Regions from separate parts of the Gossypium hirsutum genome. Here regions 2 and 3 are each linked to region 1. A link is a contact called in public Hi-C data. All regions are on one chromosome and are shown on one strand. Each heading gives the region's core, a stretch centred on a gene start, on an enhancer-like site or on the middle of the called end of the contact. The rest is flanking DNA. Distances are from core to core; before and after follow the strand shown. Region 1 holds the start of LOC107886123 (homeobox-leucine zipper protein HAT5). Region 2 holds the start of LOC107886127 (delta-1-pyrroline-5-carboxylate dehydrogenase 12A1, mitochondrial). Region 3 holds the start of LOC107886118 (dnaJ homolog subfamily B member 4).

Region 1 (2,700 bases), core at 122-2,621:
ACTGGTCTGGTTCGAAAGGGTAAGATGAATCAGCAGCCTCCAACAGTGAAGAATGAAACTCATCACTGTAATATTGTGGGATATGGTCGGAGTCAATATCTTCTTGTTTACAGGCTGCCATTGAAACAACAATTGGCTTTTGTGATGGTTCTTGTAATAATAATGGCTTCACATCAGAAAATTCTGAGTTCCTTTGCTCATTTTCTTTCGTTTGCAACTTATCTGTGAGTTGAAGAACCTATAAAAACAACCACAAATTTAAGATATTAACATGAAAATAATCAAGATTTAAGTTCGTGTAAAGCTGCTTGTTAATTACCTCTTCTTTTAGTTTATCTTTTTCCTTAAGGAGATCATCATAGTCAGCCTTGAGGCTATTATACTTGGCTAGCAAAGTGTCATAGTCTTTCTCCAGCTGCTTCGTTTTCCACCGTGCACGACGGTTCTGAAACCATATGGCAACTTGCCTGGGTTGTAACCCAAGGTCTTTAGCCAGTTGAATTTTCCTTTCAGGTTCAAGCTTGTTGTCGACCTCGAAACTCTTCTCTAGAAACTGGATTTGGTCAACAGTTAGCCGTCTTTTCTTCTCAGGTTGATGAAAACACTCATCTAAATACTCATCATATCCATTCTCTTGTTCATCAAACATATTGAAGATTGATCTTTTGGGCCTGCTTGTTTTAAGGGAATCTTCAAAGCTTACTATCGATCTTGTCCCTGAAAATTGCCAATCAATTGAAGTTGCAAAATTTATGAAAAAGTAAGGATATTTAGATAAACCCGAAGTGAGAACAAGATAGTAAAAATACCAAGAAAAGGAGAAGGAGAAGATTCTGGAATGAAAAGGGGATGAAGCCTTTGATTTTGAAGCAAAACAGAGAGATTGTTAGGAAAGCCATCAGTGGAATCATTATTACTAGGATAGACCCTCCCACCCGCCATGAGAAATTGAGGCTAAAAGGGATCAAACGTTGTTGTTGTTGGTTGGTTTTTAGGGAATCATCTTAATCCTCAAAACCATTATACAATCTAAAAACAAAAGAAAAATGGCCACCCTGGTATTTGGGGTTTCTCAAGGCTTGTGGCGAAAGAAGCTGGTGATGATGATTTGTACGAAATGAGAAGTGTTGGAACAACGGCAGCTCATACCCATCACTCATCAGAAGAAGCTAAAATTTTGTTGAGATTTGGCAGTGGGGAAAGTGAAGGAAAGGTGGGAGAGACAAAGGAAAAGTGAAGTGGCAAATTGAAAATAAAAGAGATAAGGGGACTCTTTATCTTGGAGTTGTTGAGCTTTGATGGGGTGGTAATAAGGTCCAGCTTATGGGGGGTTTTCTTATTTTGGGGTTTGGTGTGCTTGTAGTTACTTTGATGCCCCCCTTGCTTTTACTTTTGTTTATAAACTTTTTTTAAGGGGTTCTTTTCTACTTTAATTTTCTTTATGCCTTTATTTTCTTTTTATAGATTTTTCTGTTTAAATCGAAAATAAAGTTTGAGTCAAACTGTTAAATGAAAGGTAAAATTTTTACTCACTTCACCTAAACGATAATTAGATTATAGCATATATAGTTGGAAATAATTATGTAACAAGTTTATCAAAAATTAATATAAAAATAAAATATAGTTTTGACTGAAAGAGTAAAATTAAGATAGTTAAAGATATAACATTTTGAATTGCTTTTTGTTTTTCTTTTAGGTTTATTAAAATATAAAATAATATTCAGGAACTTCTTGATAACACCATGATTTTATTCTTGAAAAGCATATCCTTTCGAAAATAAAAAAATGATGCAAAAAATATAATAATTAAAACGATGGGTTATTGAGATAGTTGAGGGCTTGGGAAAGAGGCACAAAGCCAACATTAAACTCAAAATAATATCTTTTAAGAGAGATAGTAAATGAAGTCATGCATTTGGTCATGGTTGAGAGGAAGAAGAAAATAAGATGGCCGTCGTTCAAGGGTTGGAATGGGAATAACCCAATCCTCTTTTCATCCAAAAACAAATGGTTAACACTAAAGTCAGTTGAATCTTTAAAATAAAGAATGAGAGGGATAAGGCAAAGGTAGAGGTATGGGGGAAGAAGACAAGAGAAAAGAAGGGTGTAAAAAAGAAAATCAAATAAGTCGGTTTCAGGAGAGGAATGGATGAGGTCGAAATTTAAGGGGCATACACGAATGGTTTGGTTCACTCAGCCTGGCCCTTCATGTTCCCTGCACTATCCCACCACCCACTCTTGCCTCTTGCCCTCTGCCCCCATCTTTCCTCCCTTTCAACGTTTCCTTTTGGTTCTCGTGATCCCCTCTATCAACCACGTCACTCAATTCTCCTATCGTCATTAACAAAGTTTTTATATCAAAGAGTTAGATTATATTTCGTAATGAAATAATTAATTTTATAGGTTAGATTAAAGAGTAAAATAATTTTTCGATTATAAATTTCATTCAATTTTACTTTTAAAAACTAGTCTTTATACATTAACATGATGTATAAATGACACAATAAATATAATTATTTGGTTATTCTGTCAACTATGTTAACTTTTAACGATAAAAATGAATGAAATTTTAACAGATTGTTATTTAATCAAAATTAGTAGATCAATTTTTTCAATAAAGTAGAAAAAATTTAATATAACCTCCTAATACTTTTAGGGCTAAATTTATATATTTTTACTTTTTTTTTAAATATTAAAATC
Region 2 (2,700 bases), core at 6-2,505, 160 kb after region 1:
CACATTTACATCCAATGGACAAACCTGAATTCCATTTCCATCAACTTCTGCAACTTTAATGAACGGTTCTCCATTCAGAGGATCCACAAGTGTGTTCCAAGCTGCAGATCCAGTCCATTTACCTTGCACTAAAAACACAAACATTTCATATTACAAGAAATTGCTTGTCTCCGTACTTCATTACAAAACAGTTGTTTCACCTAACCTCTATGCTAACATAACACGATTCACAGGGGAAAAACATACCCAAGTTTTGTACTTCAGCAGGTTGAGAACCCGATATCCCTTCGGCTTCCACAGTTGCGAAAGGTAAAGAATGAACAGACCTAGCATAGGGGAAATTGGGAAATATTAAGAAAAACAATCCACATGAAGTTTTCCATAGAAAACATAGTTTCTTCAAGAAAAAACACAACATGAAATTTAAACATCCAAACTTTATGCCCAGCAAAAAAGAAAAAGAAGCAAATAACACATTCAACAAAAGTGGCAAAGAAGTTTCATCACATCATGAGCAATAACAAAAAAAGAGTCAAATTGTCAAATTTTCAATCCAATTATGTACATCAATATATCTACAAAGTGTTTTATGAATAAAATTAAACTAACTCTTAGAGCAAAACGCCCTCAAGTATAAACAGATCAGATTATCACAATCCAAAACTAAACTCTATTGCCACAAGATTTAGTTCCCTGAAAATGATCACAAAAAGAAAAAATAAACAAAACCCAGAATCCCCCCAGCATCTATTATCAAAACCACGGATTAAAAATAACACATTGACGTACCTAAAGAGATTAGAAGAACTGAACCAAGAAAGAGCCTTGTGGGAAGCTCTGCTTCTGATTTCTCTTTGCAATACAATTCTATGCATTGCGAATGGGCACAAACGCGTACGCTATTAGAGAGATGAAAAAGCTATGAAACTTTTCAGGGCTTTCAGCGCTTCACTTCCTAAGATTTGTGCTTTCAACATAATTTTACATATACATATATATGGCAATCAATTCTTTAGGATTTCTTTTTTAAGTATTTAATTTTGATGTCTTAGCGAAATAGGTTTAAGATGTGATCAACCTTCATCAACATTGATGCAGGTGTAGGTTTTTTTTTAGTTTCCTAATTTCCATTTGGACAAATCAAAGTTGGACAAGTTGAATGCTCTACCCTGACAAAGTTTTGATGCAGTAAGTAACCCATAAAGTAGTAACACTAATATCAACTATCTCACACACGACAAAACCTTATCACGTGCATCCAAGTCATATCAGCATAATTGTGAAATTTTCACCTAAAATTTTACTTAAATTCCACTCTAATAAAAATATTAAAACTCAAATTTAACTTTGACTTAATTTGAATGTTTGTATTAATTTTTTTATATTAATTTTTATAATTTTTTTAAAAAATAATACATCAAAAATATTAAAATAATATATATAACACTAAGATAAATACAAATCTCTCTATAATAATAATAAAATTAATAATAAAATAAAATAGTGAAAAAAATAAAATAAAAAATAAAAAAACAACATTTTGTTTTTGCATATTGGTGTAGAGTGAGTTCAGACAAAAAAAATCTCTCTAAATTTAACTTATTTTTTAAATAAATTTTTTTACCTAAATTTAATTTTTGAACTTATATTTTTACTTAATCCTTTCTATTTTCATATGAAAAATTTTAAACATGTCATACAACTTAATATTATTTCAAAAAATATATAATATGAAAATAAAAAAGATAAAGAACATAAATTATCACTAAAAATAAAATTTACTTTGACAGAAATGCCCTTAAAACAGCCTATTAACCCTAATATAAAACCTTACGTTTGTCTTTCTCAAAACTCTGCAGTCGCAAAACCCTAAACCCTGCCTTTCCCTTCCTCAATCATCCAATGACGGAGCTGAAACTCTCCGAGAGCCGAGACCTGACCCGAATCGAACGCATTGGGGCTCATTCCCACATACGGGGCCTAGGCCTCGACTCCTCTCTGGAGCCCCGTGACGTCTCGGAAGGAATGGTGGGCCAAGCACAAGCTCGTAAAGCCGCCGGTGTCATCCTCCAAATGATCAAAGACGGTAAAATTGCTGGCCGTGCTATCTTATTAGCGGGACAACCTGGAACTGGCAAAACTGCCATTGCCATGGGCATGGCCAAATCTCTTGGCCTTGAAACCCCTTTCTCTATGCTCTCTGGCAGCGAAATCTTCTCCCTTGAGATGTCGAAAACCGAAGCTTTAATGCAAGCGTTTCGAAAGTCCATCGGAGTAAGAATCAAGGAAGAAACTGAAATAATCGAAGGCGAAGTCGTTGAAATCCAGATTGATCGGCCGGCAGTTTCAGGGGCGGCTTCAAAAACTGGGAAATTAACGCTTAAAACGACGGGTATGGAGACCATTTACGATTTGGGGGCGAAGATGATCGAGGCATTAGCGAAAGAGAAAGTGCAGAGTGGAGATGTGATAGCTATTGATAAAGCTTCAGGAAAAATAACGAAGCTTGGAAGGTCATTTTCAAGGTCGAGGGATTACGATGCTATGGGTCCGCAAACAAAGTTCGTGCAATGTCCAGACGGAGAGTTGCAGAAAAGAAAAGAAGTTGTCCATTCTGTTACGCTTCATGAGATCGATGTTATTAACAGCAGGTAAATTGGAGCTTATCTTTGGCAAAAATGTGTACCCTTTTCCTGATTT
Region 3 (2,700 bases), core at 110-2,609, 170 kb before region 1:
ATGAATTCCATTGTTGTGGAATAATGCTACATCATGTAGAAATCTTGTACTCAACGTACCAACTTTTGGTTCATTATCTATTTGAACTCAATTTTTGATTTACATCAAAGTATACGAGTCACACATACATAGTCTATCACCCACTTAGGATTAAGGTATATCACACTATGAACGTTATAAGCGAATAAATTCGTAAATGGATCTAGGATCTATTCTACTTGAGTCATGTATAATGTACTTTATTATAGTCAGTCATATCTATGTCTCTATTTTTCAAGAGACATCTGCTTCTATACCTAAGTTAAGATATCTTCCAATTGGACTTGATAGACAACATATTAGTCTTTTATTCGATTTGCTCAATTTTGATTAGACTAAGAATGTATTTAGATGTATAATGTACTTTATTCCAGTCAGTCATATATATGTCTCTATTTTTCAAGAGACATCTGCTTCAATACCTAAGATAAGATATCTCCCAATTGGACTTGGCAGGCAACATATTAATCTTTCAATTGATTTGTTCAATTTTGATTAGACTAAGAATATATTTAGATTATCTATTAATATAAATTGTATTTCTGTATTACGATCCGATCACGTAATTCCATTTAATATTAGTTAAACGTGAGATAATCAATGAGTAAAATAAAGTATTATAATAAAAATTGATTTCGATTACTGAAGGTTTATGGTTTGTCATAAAATATACTTCATTCCCATGAGTAAGGATCAAACCTTGAAACTCCAAGCTTGTGATTATGGGATGAAGTAAACAACCACCACACCACGCCTCATCGTTATGTATAAAATTGGTGATTTTGATTCAAACTCTAAAAAAATCAATAAAGTTAACCTCCAACATTTACAAAATGTCAAATTATAATTTTTAAAAATGGTTGGTCATAAAATATACTTCATTCCCATGAGTAAGGATCAAACCTTAAACCTCTAATCTTGTGATTATGAGATGAAATAAACAACCACCACACTACACCTCATTATTTTATATAAAATTTGTGATTTTAATTCAAACTCCAAAAAATTCAATAAAGTTAACCTCCAACATTTACAAAATGTCAAGTTATATATATTTTTAAAAATTTATAAAATTTAAGATTTTAATATTTTTGAGCAATTTTTAATTATATGTATTTTTTAGACACAATGTCTAAATTACTTATAGCTCCTCCCACCACATAAATAAAAAGATAATGTATTTCTATATACTTAAATTCACATATTCCTATCTTAGGAATAATATAAATACCAATCAAATTACTAATATTTAAAAAAAAAATCGAATCCGTTTAAACTTTTGCATCTAAATATATCAATTGTTTGCCATATCTTAGAAACGTAGTTAGCAGCACGTTATTCGTATAGGCCCCATACCTTTTTGAAGATATCATCTTGTATTATTATATATTACGAAAAGATTCATTTTTTCTTTTTATTTTTTAACCGTCAGATCTTCTTTTCCCTTCACAGCCTTCCCTTCCATAATTCAGTTTCACATTCTCCGTTTCTTCCTCAATATTTTCTTTCTAGCCAAACAAACAGAAGAAAGAAAAAAAAAACACAGAATCATGGGCGTCGATTATTACAATATTCTGAAAGTGAATCGCCACGCCAACGAAGAGGATCTCAAAAAGGCTTACAGGAGGCTGGCCATGATTTGGCACCCCGACAAGAACCCTTCCTACAAAAGACCCGAAGCCGAAGCCAAATTCAAGCTTCTCTCCGAAGCTTACGATGTTCTATCAGATCCGAAGAAACGACAGATCTACGATCTTTACGGTGAGGAGGCTCTCAAATCCGGACAATTCCCGCCTCCTAACCAATCTCACGCTTCCACGTCGGCGTCTTATCCCCGCGGAGCTGGCCATTACTATAACAATAGTAATAATAATCAGAGGCAGCAGCAACCTAATACGGATTCTTTCAGGTTTAAGCCGAGGGATGCAGATGATATATACGAGGAGCTGTTTGGGGCGGAGGCCAATGGTGGAAGAGGAAATAGAGGGTTTAGAGAAGCGCATTTTAGGAATAGTAATGGTTACGGGACTAGTACCACTACTAGTAATGGAGAATTGAGGAAAGCCGCTGCCGTGGAAAATGTGTTGCATTGTAGCTTGGAAGAGCTTTATAAAGGTGCCAAGAAGAAAATGAGGATTGCGAGGAATGTTTTTGACCCTTCTGTCTCAGGGTAAGCTAAGCTTCTTCTTTTTTTCTTTTTTTTAATTTATAAGTCTTTTAACTTTAATGATGGATAAATTGATTTTTGTCTTTTGATATTATTATTTTTTATTGGGATTTATGCCATTGAAAAGACGAGAACTTTGTTTGTTTGATAGTGAAATGTTTGTTGGAGTACAAAGAACCCTTTTGTTGCTTGATGGCAGGCAATGCTATATTTTTAATTGCTTCTTATAAAGATGCAAATGATATATTCTTACTAGAGTTGACTGTTGAGTTTGAGCTACATTCTATTTGGCATCCAATGCTAGTGGTGTGAGTAATTAAGATACTTTTCCTCCAACTAGTAGTTCGCAATTTGAATAGGATGGATTGTTCTACATGATTGTTTTTTCTTTGGATTAAATTTCTTGTTCTTTTTGGTTTTACCTATGGTCAGAAAGTATTTCGAGTTGTTTGCTATGAATACCGGTCAACTGAAGCACTTTCACTTTTACTTAA

Evidence for each region. A called contact is a pair of places that touch in the nucleus more often than the background predicts.
Region 2: a Hi-C map of leaf shows a contact between it and region 1, with 1.7 times the contacts expected there. The contact joins the promoter of LOC107886127 here to the promoter of LOC107886123 in region 1. A contact is called at or near these places in 4 of 34 Hi-C or Micro-C datasets (hypocotyl and leaf).
Region 3: a contact with region 1 is called in a Hi-C map of leaf, with 2.2 times the contacts expected there. The contact joins the promoter of LOC107886118 here to the promoter of LOC107886123 in region 1. A contact is called at or near these places in 5 of 34 Hi-C or Micro-C datasets (all in leaf).

Annotation. Positions count from the first base shown.
Region 1 is chrA03:17,325,252-17,327,951 of Gossypium_hirsutum_v2.1, forward strand. It overlaps LOC107886123 (homeobox-leucine zipper protein HAT5), which reads right to left and starts at 1,372. Exons shown (of 3, transcript XM_016809961.2): 1 at 810-1,372; 2 at 320-717; 3 at 1-238. The coding sequence starts at 942.
Region 2 is chrA03:17,489,902-17,492,601 of Gossypium_hirsutum_v2.1, forward strand. LOC107886127 (delta-1-pyrroline-5-carboxylate dehydrogenase 12A1, mitochondrial) reads right to left here and starts at 1,256. Exons shown (of 16, transcript XM_016809970.2): 1 at 790-1,256; 2 at 247-326; 3 at 25-128. The coding sequence starts at 875. It overlaps LOC107886128 (ruvB-like 2), which reads left to right and starts at 1,838. Exons shown (of 2, transcript XM_041096620.1): 1 at 1,838-2,651. The coding sequence starts at 1,903.
Region 3 is chrA03:17,154,914-17,157,613 of Gossypium_hirsutum_v2.1, forward strand. It overlaps LOC107886118 (dnaJ homolog subfamily B member 4), which reads left to right and starts at 1,360. Exons shown (of 2, transcript XM_041096571.1): 1 at 1,360-2,209. The coding sequence starts at 1,590.